2 separate regions of the Oryctolagus cuniculus genome follow, and region 2 is linked to region 1. A link is a contact called in public Hi-C data. All regions are on one chromosome and are shown on one strand. Each heading gives the region's core, a stretch centred on a gene start, on an enhancer-like site or on the middle of the called end of the contact. The rest is flanking DNA. Distances are from core to core; before and after follow the strand shown. Region 1 has its middle 46 kb from the start of STARD13. Region 2 holds the start of PDS5B (PDS5 cohesin associated factor B).

The links. A called contact is a pair of places that touch in the nucleus more often than the background predicts.
Region 2: a Hi-C map of an unstated tissue shows a contact between it and region 1, with 9 times the contacts expected there. The contact joins the promoter of PDS5B here to the enhancer-like site in region 1. A contact is called at or near these places in 2 of 6 Hi-C or Micro-C datasets (skin fibroblasts and an unstated tissue).

The regions. Positions count from the first base shown.
Region 1 is chr9:80,503,789-80,508,709 of mOryCun1.1, reverse strand. No RefSeq gene overlaps it. Among named protein-coding and RNA genes, the nearest start is that of STARD13, 46 kb to the left of the region's middle. Within about 2 kb of position 1,274, at least 1 of the 8 cell types and tissues checked has an H3K27ac peak or open chromatin away from gene starts, as enhancers often do.
Region 2 is chr9:81,720,793-81,725,120 of mOryCun1.1, reverse strand. PDS5B (PDS5 cohesin associated factor B) reads left to right here and starts at 2,519. Exons shown (of 34, transcript XM_051831824.2): 1 at 2,519-2,649.

The DNA of each region.
Region 1 (4,921 bases), core at 25-2,524:
ATAGGCATCAGACTGGATATAATTACTATTATTACTGTTACTAATATGTATATATATTTATATTTACTACAATGATGGTTCTGGACTTCTTAATTTCAGGGGCTCGGAAAGTGTAGACAATGTTTGATTATAGATCCTTTCAGATTTCTCAAAGTGTTGGAAATATAATTCAATAGGGACTGGTATAGCACAGTGGGTTAGGCTGCCAGTTGCAACATTGACATCCGTTATTGGAGTGCTGCTAGTTTGAGTCCTGGCTGCTTCACTTCCAGTTCAGCTCCCTGCTAATGTGCCTGGGAAAGTGGCAGAAGATGGCCCAAGTACTTGGGCCCCTGCACCCATGTGGAAGACTCAGAAGCTCCTGGCTCCTGGCTTTGGCTTGGCCCAGCCCCAACCATTGTGGCCTTTTGGGGAGTGAGCCAGAGGATGAAAGTGCTCTCCCTCTCTCTCTCTCTCTCTTTCCCTCCCTCTATCTGTAATTGTGTCTTTCAAATAAAAATAAATAAATATTAACCCAGGATAATTCACTTTCATTTTTTTAAAAGATGTATTTATTTACTTGAAAGTCAGAATTATACAGAGAGAGAAAGAGAGAGAGAGAAAGGTCTTCCATCCACTGGTTCACTTCCCCCAGAGAGCCACATCGGCCAGAGCTGCGCCAATCCGAAGCCAGGAGCTTCTTCCGGGTCTCCCAAGTGGGTGCAGGGGCCCAAGGACTTGAGCCATCTTCCACTGCTTTCCCAGGCCATAGCAGAGAGCTGGATCGGAAGTGGAGCAGCCAGGTCTCGAATCGGCACCCCATGGGACGCCGGCACTGCAGGCGGCGGCTTTACCTGCTATGCCACAGCGCTGGCCCCGAGAATTCACTTTCATTTTTTCACTTTCTTTGTGCTAAGGATGCAGATGGAATTTGAGAGCTTGCTAATCTGGTAGTACCTACGCACCAGTTCTTAGATCTGTTGCTGGGCTGATTGCCTACAAATTCATACCTCATTTTCATATCATCAGTTAGGGAAAAAGTTTTCCGGAGAAAATACTCATTTGAATTTTTATTAACACCATTTCCAGGCCCTGTCCAGAATTTTCTAACTCAATAAATTTATGAAGGAGGCCCTGGAATCTGTATTTTCTAAAAGCTTCCCAGGTGGTTTTGTGATCCGATCCCAGGAGGACACCACTGATATTAATCCCAAGTCTTGCTGGGCAGATGTGCAGTCTGGGTCCTATCTGGTCCCAGCCAAGCAGACGAAGGAGGAGAATTCAGCGCCCTGGGCTCTACTCCCTTCAAACTTCTCACTGGGCCCCGGGAGCTGACCAAAGCTTTTCTATTCCTCTCGCATTCAGAGTAAGAAGACTGTTGATTTGTCTTGGAGTAGTTGTTATTGCCTTTCTTGGAAAACCTGATAACCAAGAGAAAGGCTTGGCTGACTTACAATTTATAAATTAAAACCAGTCTGCAGATAGGGAAATAGGCCAGGTGATTCCTTTGTATCTCTTCTATCCTGAACTTCCCAAGTTCCTAGGATTTAACAACAAAAGAAACCCCTTTCTAGAGACTTTCACTTTCCTTTGTTAAGAAGGTTTCCCCTCAAGCCTTCCAGGTAAGGAAGAAATTGACTTTCCTCCTCCTTGGTTCTGCTTAGCGCTCCTTATCTGAAAGGATGGCTACACTGAGAACATTCATATATGCAAAGCCTGTTCCTTCCTGCCTTTGGCACATATTTAACACTTTCAGATGAAACCTACAGATAGCTGAAATGGCCAGGCTGCCACCTAGTTTACCATAAATACAACAGCACCACCTTGTGTTTTGCTTCTAGGAGAATTTTCTTCTTCAGCAGGACAAAAGCTTGGCAGAAAGGTGGTTTAGGGTGTAGGACTAGGCCTCAAATTCCTTCCCCTGGAAAAACTACAGTCATCCTGTGGTGTCCATGGGCAATTGGTGCTGGGACTTTCTGTGGGTACCAAAATCTAAGGATGCTCAAGTCCCTCATTTGCATAGAAACTATAACTCCTGTATATTTTAAATCATTTCCAGATTATATGTAATAACACAAGGTAAATGCTTTGTAAATAGTGTTATGTTGTGTTTAGGAAATAGTGTCTAGAAAAAGAGAGATCTCTACATAGCCCAGGAGCAATCTTTCTTTTTCTGAATATTTTCAGTCTGCATTGTTCGAACCTATAAATGAAGAAGTTGTGGAGAGGGAGGGCTGGTTGTGTCAGCAGCCACTACCACTTCTTAAAAAAAACCATCGGTTCACTATCAGTCAACAATTATCTCCTATCAAACTATATAATTTTTACAATATCAAATGTGGCTGGAAAATGGAAGCACAGAAATAAACATTGATAAAACTTGGGTAAGCACAAGGCTTTACTAAATATCACAGGAGAAAGGTTAGCATCAAATTCTCATTACAAAATGTTGATGCTATTATGATTGAGCATTTTTTTTCTGAAAATTCTTTTGTATTCAGAAAGGTAGCTTTTGAACCATGTATTTGCCTATTAAAGTTTTTTTTTAAATAAAACCTCTGGCAGTTCTATGTGAGCCTGGTTAAAATATTTGTTTTCTCCAAGCAGAGCTGTAGATTCATATGAGGGCAGTCTTCAAAACATTCATGGAAATGCATATTATTTATGGATTTCAAATTTGTACCAAAATAAACTTATCTATTAATTCAATTTTCTATGAGCTGTTTGAAGCACCCTCATATATATACTTTTTCATCTTCACTATGGGGTGAGCTGAGAATTTAATAGATGACTATCATTGGGGCTGAAGAACCATATTTTATAAGCCAAAAAATCAAAATACAATCTAACCAAATTTACCACTTGTCAGAGTTTTCCCCCCAATGAGAATATGACTAATTTAAAAAGACTGTTTCCAATTAAAATTTGAAATGTCAAGATTAGTATAACAAATTAGCAATTCTTTGTCTCTGAAACCACCTGGAAAATTGAGTCAGGGACCTTAAAACCTACACCTCATTGTAGGACTAGAAAATAGCAAACCACCTGTATTCAGGACCCTGTTGGGATTGACCGTGCAGAAAGTTTTACCCAGAAAGTCTGTTAGAAGCCTCATTATTGTTACTTTTAGTTGTAAAAGGAGAGTGTAGTCTTCCAAGTGTGTCTGCTATTGTTTACCCCATCTACAATTTCAAGTTACTGTGCTAAGATAATAACTTTTTTATTTTTATTTTTTATTTAGTAAAATAAATTTCCAAAGTACAGTTTATAGATTACAATGGCTTCCCCCCCCCCATAATTTCCGTCCCACTCACACCCCTCCCATCTCCTGCTCCCTCTCCCATTCCATTCACATCAAGATTCATTTTCAATTATCTTTATAGACAGAAGATCGATTTAGTATATATTAAGTAAAGATTTCATCAGTTTGCACCCACACAGAAACACATAGTGTAAAATACTGTTTCAGTACTAGTTATAGCATTACTTCACATTGGACAACACATTAAGGACAGATCCCACATGAGGAGTAAGTACACAGTGACTCCTGTTGTTGACTTAACAATTTGACACTCTTGTTTATGGCGTCAGTAATCTCCCTAGGCTCTAGTCATGAGTTGCCAAGGCTATGGAAGCCTTTTGAGTTCACCGACTTCGATCTTATTCCGACAGGGTCATAGTCAAAGTGGAAGTTCACTCCTCCCTTCAGAGAAAGGTACCTCCTTTGTTGATGGCCCGTTCTTTCTACTGGGATCTCACTTGCAGAGATCTTTCATTTAGGTCTTCTTCTTCTTCTTTTTTTTTTTTTTCCAGAGTGTCATGGCTTTCCATGCCCGAAATACTCTCATGGGCAATCTGCGATACACCAATCTGTGACTCTTTTCCTAACAATACCCACCCCTGTATACAAAGTTACTTCAAAGAGTTCATAAAAGTAAAACTAAAAGATATGTTTATTTTGATGCAAAATATTTGGGGGGGGGCAGTGCTGTGGCGCAGTAGGTTAAAGCCCTGGCCTGAAGCACCGTCATCCCATATGGGCGCCGGTTCTAGTCCCAGCTGCTCCTCTTCCATCCAGCTCTCTGCTACAGCCTAGGAAAGCAGTAGAACATGGCCCAAGTCCGTGGGTCCCTTCACCCATTCAGGAGACCTGGAAGAAGCTCCTGGCTCCTGGCTTTGGATCGGCGCAGCTCCAGCTGTTGCAGCCATCTGGGGAGTGAACCAGTGGATGGAAGACCTGTATCTCTCTATCTCTACCTCTCTCTGTAACTCTGTCTTTCAAATAAATATATATTTAAAAAAATTTTATTTTTTGGAAAATTAGGTGTATTTTGTTTCTGATACATATTTTTCCATGAAGATTTTATAGACCCTTCATAGGTACGGATTTCAACATTTTTGCACCAAAATAAACGGATCTTTTAAAGCCATTTTGATGATCTCCTTGGAGCTCTTTCTTTCCAGGCAGTTCACTGTTTTACAGCATGCTGCGGGGGTTCTCTTAGGCGGACAACCATGCTACAAGCCATGGCAAATTGAAAGTTAGCAGAAAATGGTTTCAGAATATTTCTTACTCTCCATGTAAGTTATGAAGGAAAATAACATTCTTGCAAAAGTTCCTGTAGCCTGAACCGCAGTTTTGAAGCTGTCCACAGATCCATGGAAAGCTTTCTTGGAACACAGAACGAGAATTCTTGTGTAGAAGAATAGCCTGCCTGTTTTCAGAAGAAAGGCGGGAAAAGTGCCGGGAACCACACCCACTAATGATATCAACAGTTTCCAGAAGGCTTGCCCGTAAAGTGGTGCCTGCTTGGCTGGACAAAGCAAGCCTGCTGTGGCCCCACCCCTGATGTCAGCCGTGGGTCATGAACGTGGGACTCTTCACATCACGTGGTATAGGACCTAATTCACCAGGTTCACCTCTCTCCCCGCACCGGAACTC
Region 2 (4,328 bases), core at 1,270-3,769, 1.2 Mb before region 1:
TTTTTTCTATCTGGCCTAATGGTAATTCCCTACTATCCTCCACTGTAAATCTCTTTTGAATGCCGTCTCCTTTCTGGCCCAAGCTTTCCTTGGGTTCAATTCTGTAGTGTTGGCGGACTGAATGAACACTATGTATTCTGGGGCCGGTGCTGTGGCATAGTGGGTAAAGCTACCACCTGCAGTGCCAGCATCCTATATGGGTGCCGGTTCAAGTCCAGGCTGCTTCACTTCTGATCCAGCTCTCTGCTGTGGCCTGGGAAGCAGTAGAAGACGGCCCAAGTCCTTGGGCCCCTGCACCCACATGGGAGACCCAGAAGAAGCTCCTACTCCTGGCTTCAGATTGGTGCAGCTCTGACTGTTGCGGCCAGCTGGGGAGTGAACCAGCAGATGGAAGACCCCCCACCTCGCCCCCGCCTCTCCTCTCTCTGTGTAACTCTGACTTTCTAATAAATAAATAAATCTTAAAAAAAATATGTATTCTGGGTTTCACCACTGTCACTCATGACACACCATTGTCTAACAGGGTTCATGCTGAAACGGGCAAAACTGCTCACAGAGCTGATGTAACACCTTTAGCCATCTCAGGACTCACTGCCACACACGAGATAGAGCACATCATTCTTAAACAATTCACACACTCAATGAAAATATCTGCTGGGTGCCTGCTGGGATAAGAACAGTGAAAAACTCATGCAAGAAGTCTGGCCCTCCTTCTGCTTTTCTTTTGAACTTTTCTTTAAAAAAAAAAAACGATTTATTTATTTCAAAGACGGAGTTACAGAGAGAGAGAGAGAGAGAGAGAGAGAGAGAGAGAGGAGACATAGAAAGAGATCTTCCATCTACTGATTCACTTCCCAAATGGCCCCAATAGCCTGGGCTGCAGCAGGCCTAAGCCAGGAGCTAGGCTAGGCACTTCTTCTATGTCTTCCATATGTGTGGCAGGGGCCCAGGGACTTGGGACATCTTTCCCTGCTTTCCCAACTGCATTAGTATCGAACTGGATTGGAAATGGAGCAGCAGGGACCCCAACCAGTGCCCATATGGGATACAGGCACTGCAGATGGCAGGTAACCCCACTGTGCCACAGTGTCAACCCCTTAAACTTTCCTGTGTTCTGTGTTTGGAGGTTTGAGAATTGAAGAGGGCAAAGAAAGAAAGATAGCAACCATCAAAGAGTTATAATTTTTTTCTAGATCTCTCTGGCCGGGCAAGATTTTTGTTGCTGTTAACAGTGATATAAAGTAGGGAAATTCCTGAGATGGTTTTAAAAAGAGGTCGGAAAGAACTCACAGCAGATTTAAGTCAAATGTGTAAGATGGGTAGAAGCCTTGTGTCTATTCAATGGCAGCATCTCAGTGGATTACAGTAACTCAGGTCTAGTGATCATGGAGGGGACTTTAGCAGCATCGTCTGGGGAAACCTCCTGAAAGCCCAACGAATCGGGCTCAGCACCCACAGGCTCCCTGGCTGCAGATGACGGCATCTTATACCATCTTTCCCACCTCCATGATAGTAGTTTGTGTGTCAGCATTACTTTTGCTTCCATTGATAAATACCCTATTGCAATCCATAGCGCACTTCACGTGTCTTCATCACTGAAAAAAGATTTTCTCTGGAACAAATCTGGAGTAACGAAATACACCATGCCAGGGGAGACGGGCCCGCAGCAGGGATGGTGATACCAGAAGCCAAAGCAGAAAAGCGAAGAAGCCCGTTCTCCAGCTCCTGGAGGGGCCCGCACGCCGGCGATCGGCGCGGTGAGCGGCACAGCCCGCGCATCCCGCGGCGGCCGACCCAGCGCCGCCCCCGCGGGAGGTGCAGGCGGCAGACGTCCACCTGTTGCTGTCCCCCTCGCGGCCCTGCGACCCCGTTTCCTTCCAAAAGTTCAGGTTCGACAACGCGAAGCAACGGGATGCTCAGTCACAGGTTGGATTACTATGTGCGTCCCCCCCCCCCCCCCCCCAGCTTCTGCTGCCCCTTAAACAGCGTCTCCAAATCTCAAAGCGGTGGAATTTAGCAAAGACCCAACAGGGAATGCCAGAAAAAAAAAAAAAAAAAAGACCTGTGGCTCACTCAGAGTATCCGGGCCAGCGTTATCTGGGAAGGAGCGAAGTAGTTAATAACACCAATTTTGCTAACATAGCACAACATCGGGGCGGGACGTCAGCGTTTTAAAAACCGCCCAACCTTTACCCAAAAAGTTAGGGATACAGAACCGCGACCACCGTTCTCCGCAGAGGCTGACTGGGTACCGACAGCGGCCCATCACACACTCGGCCCCCGCGGCGACGTGCTTCTGCGGCTGCGCGCGCGCTCATCGGGCGGGGCGGAGGAGGGGCCTGCGCGTGCGCGCGGACGGGGCGGGGCCCCGGGGATCCCAGCGGGCGGACGAGCGCGCGCAGGGCCATGCGGTCGGCAGGGGGCGCTGCGCACCCACGCCGCGCTCTGCCTGCCCCCGGGTGCTGTCCGCGGCGGTTCGATTGGAGCAGCCTCCGAAGAGCGCTTGGCGCCATTTTGAAGCGGAGAGGAGGAGGAACGGCCGGGCTGGCTGCGGAAGGGGAGGGGGGGGAGGAGGCGATTGGATGCGGCGGCGGCGGCGGATCCCGGAGAGCAGCGGAGTGAGAGGAGTAGCGAGTCGGGCACCCGGAGGTAGGCAACAATTCAGTTAACGGAAAGAAAAATGTCCCTCCTCTGTGCTCGCCGCGCTCCATTTTTCAGCGGCCGCCACCACGGCTGTGTGTGTGGGGTGGTGTGCGGCGGGGCTGGAGCGGCGCCCGCCCGCCTGCCAGCCGAGCCGAGCCTCCGGGGCGTCGGGGGCTGCAGCGGCCGGCTGCCTGGCGGCGGCCGGGGGTCTGGGGGGCGCGGGCCCGGCTGCGGGTGGGGGCGGGGAGGGCCGGCGGTCGGCGCGCGCTCCTGCACGCCGCGGGCTCTAGCCGCAGCCGCTGGAAATTAAACTTGCCGCCGTGGTCCGAGCCGGGGCGCCCGCGGTGGCGGCGGGCAGTGACCTTGCGCGCGGGGCGGGGGTCCCGGGGCAGCCCCCGCGGCGCGCCCGCCGCCCCTCCCCCCGCGCCCCGGCGGCCCGCGGCTGTTTCCCGGGCGGCAGGCGGGCGGCGCGGTGCTCCTGTTGAATCCTCCCGCGGGCGGGTTTTTCCCCCTTCCGGGCGGCGCGGGGCCCCGGGGGGCGCCCTCGGAGCTCTCGGCGGGTCCCCGCGCGCCGCCCGGCCTGGCCGCGGGGCCGGGGCGGCGGGCTCGGGAGAGTGACATTTTCGCACGGTGGGACCCGGCCGCCGCCGGCGGAGAAAGCGCGCTTCCCCGCGCCGCTCGGAGCTGGTGCTGGGCAGCCCGAGGACCCAATTGAGGAAGAGCGGAGCGCGGGCGTGAAGTGACTCCTCCCCGGCGGCGGCTTTGGCTTCGGCAGGACCGGCCGCCCAGTGGGTGTGCGGTCGTGAACAGCTACCCCCCCCCCCCGTTTTTTTTTTTGCACTGTTATTTTGTCGACACTTGAAAAGTTTTGGGTCCGGAGAGAAAGCCGCTGCTGTGGGTTTCCAGGCTGCTCTCGGCGGCTCGACTGTTAACCCGCGGGAGCGAGTTTGCACGCCGAAGCGCGGCCCCTGCCCTGGTCCGCGGCCCCTCGGGCTGCCGCTGGCCGCGGGCGCTGTGGGCTCGGGCTCCGGGGGCCTCCGGCGCCCCACTCTGCCAGGACCGCTGGGCTCACGCCCTTCTTAGGAAGGGATGGATGGGCGCTAGTGTCCCCGTTGGTTGAACAGTTTTCGGAAACTTTTGCTTGTAGCCTGGGATTCGGGAGGTTGGTCTGGGGTCTTGAGAGAGGTGGGGAGTCCCGTACTGCCTTCCCAATAAGCACTAGAAACGCGTGTGTTTATGTGCAGGGGGCGAGCTGTTCAGTCAGTCCTAAGTATTTAAAACCTGAATGGCAGTGAAATCATTGTTCTGGGTTGCCCGTGGATAAGGCTTCAAGACAAAACAGTTTTCTCTGTTAACTGGTGGTGGTCAAGTGAAATAGGAACGCAAGTGTGGGCTTGAAAGAACACTTACCTATGCAGTGCGCATAATCAGCTGTTAGCATTTTTAGGGACAATGAATCGAGTTATTCCTGTGGTGTGTACAGTTCAGTTTGTGGAACAGTTAATCTTGCTTCTCATGTTGATAGCAAAAAACTCAATTAAAATTTATGGTGATGGCTGTGTGGGTGAAACTTACAGCGTGGGACCTCTTGTATTGATTGATCTGTTCTCAAAACCTTAACTATAAAAATACATCTTGAACCAGAACATTCTGCTTACAAATACATAGAAAAGATGCACTTCAGA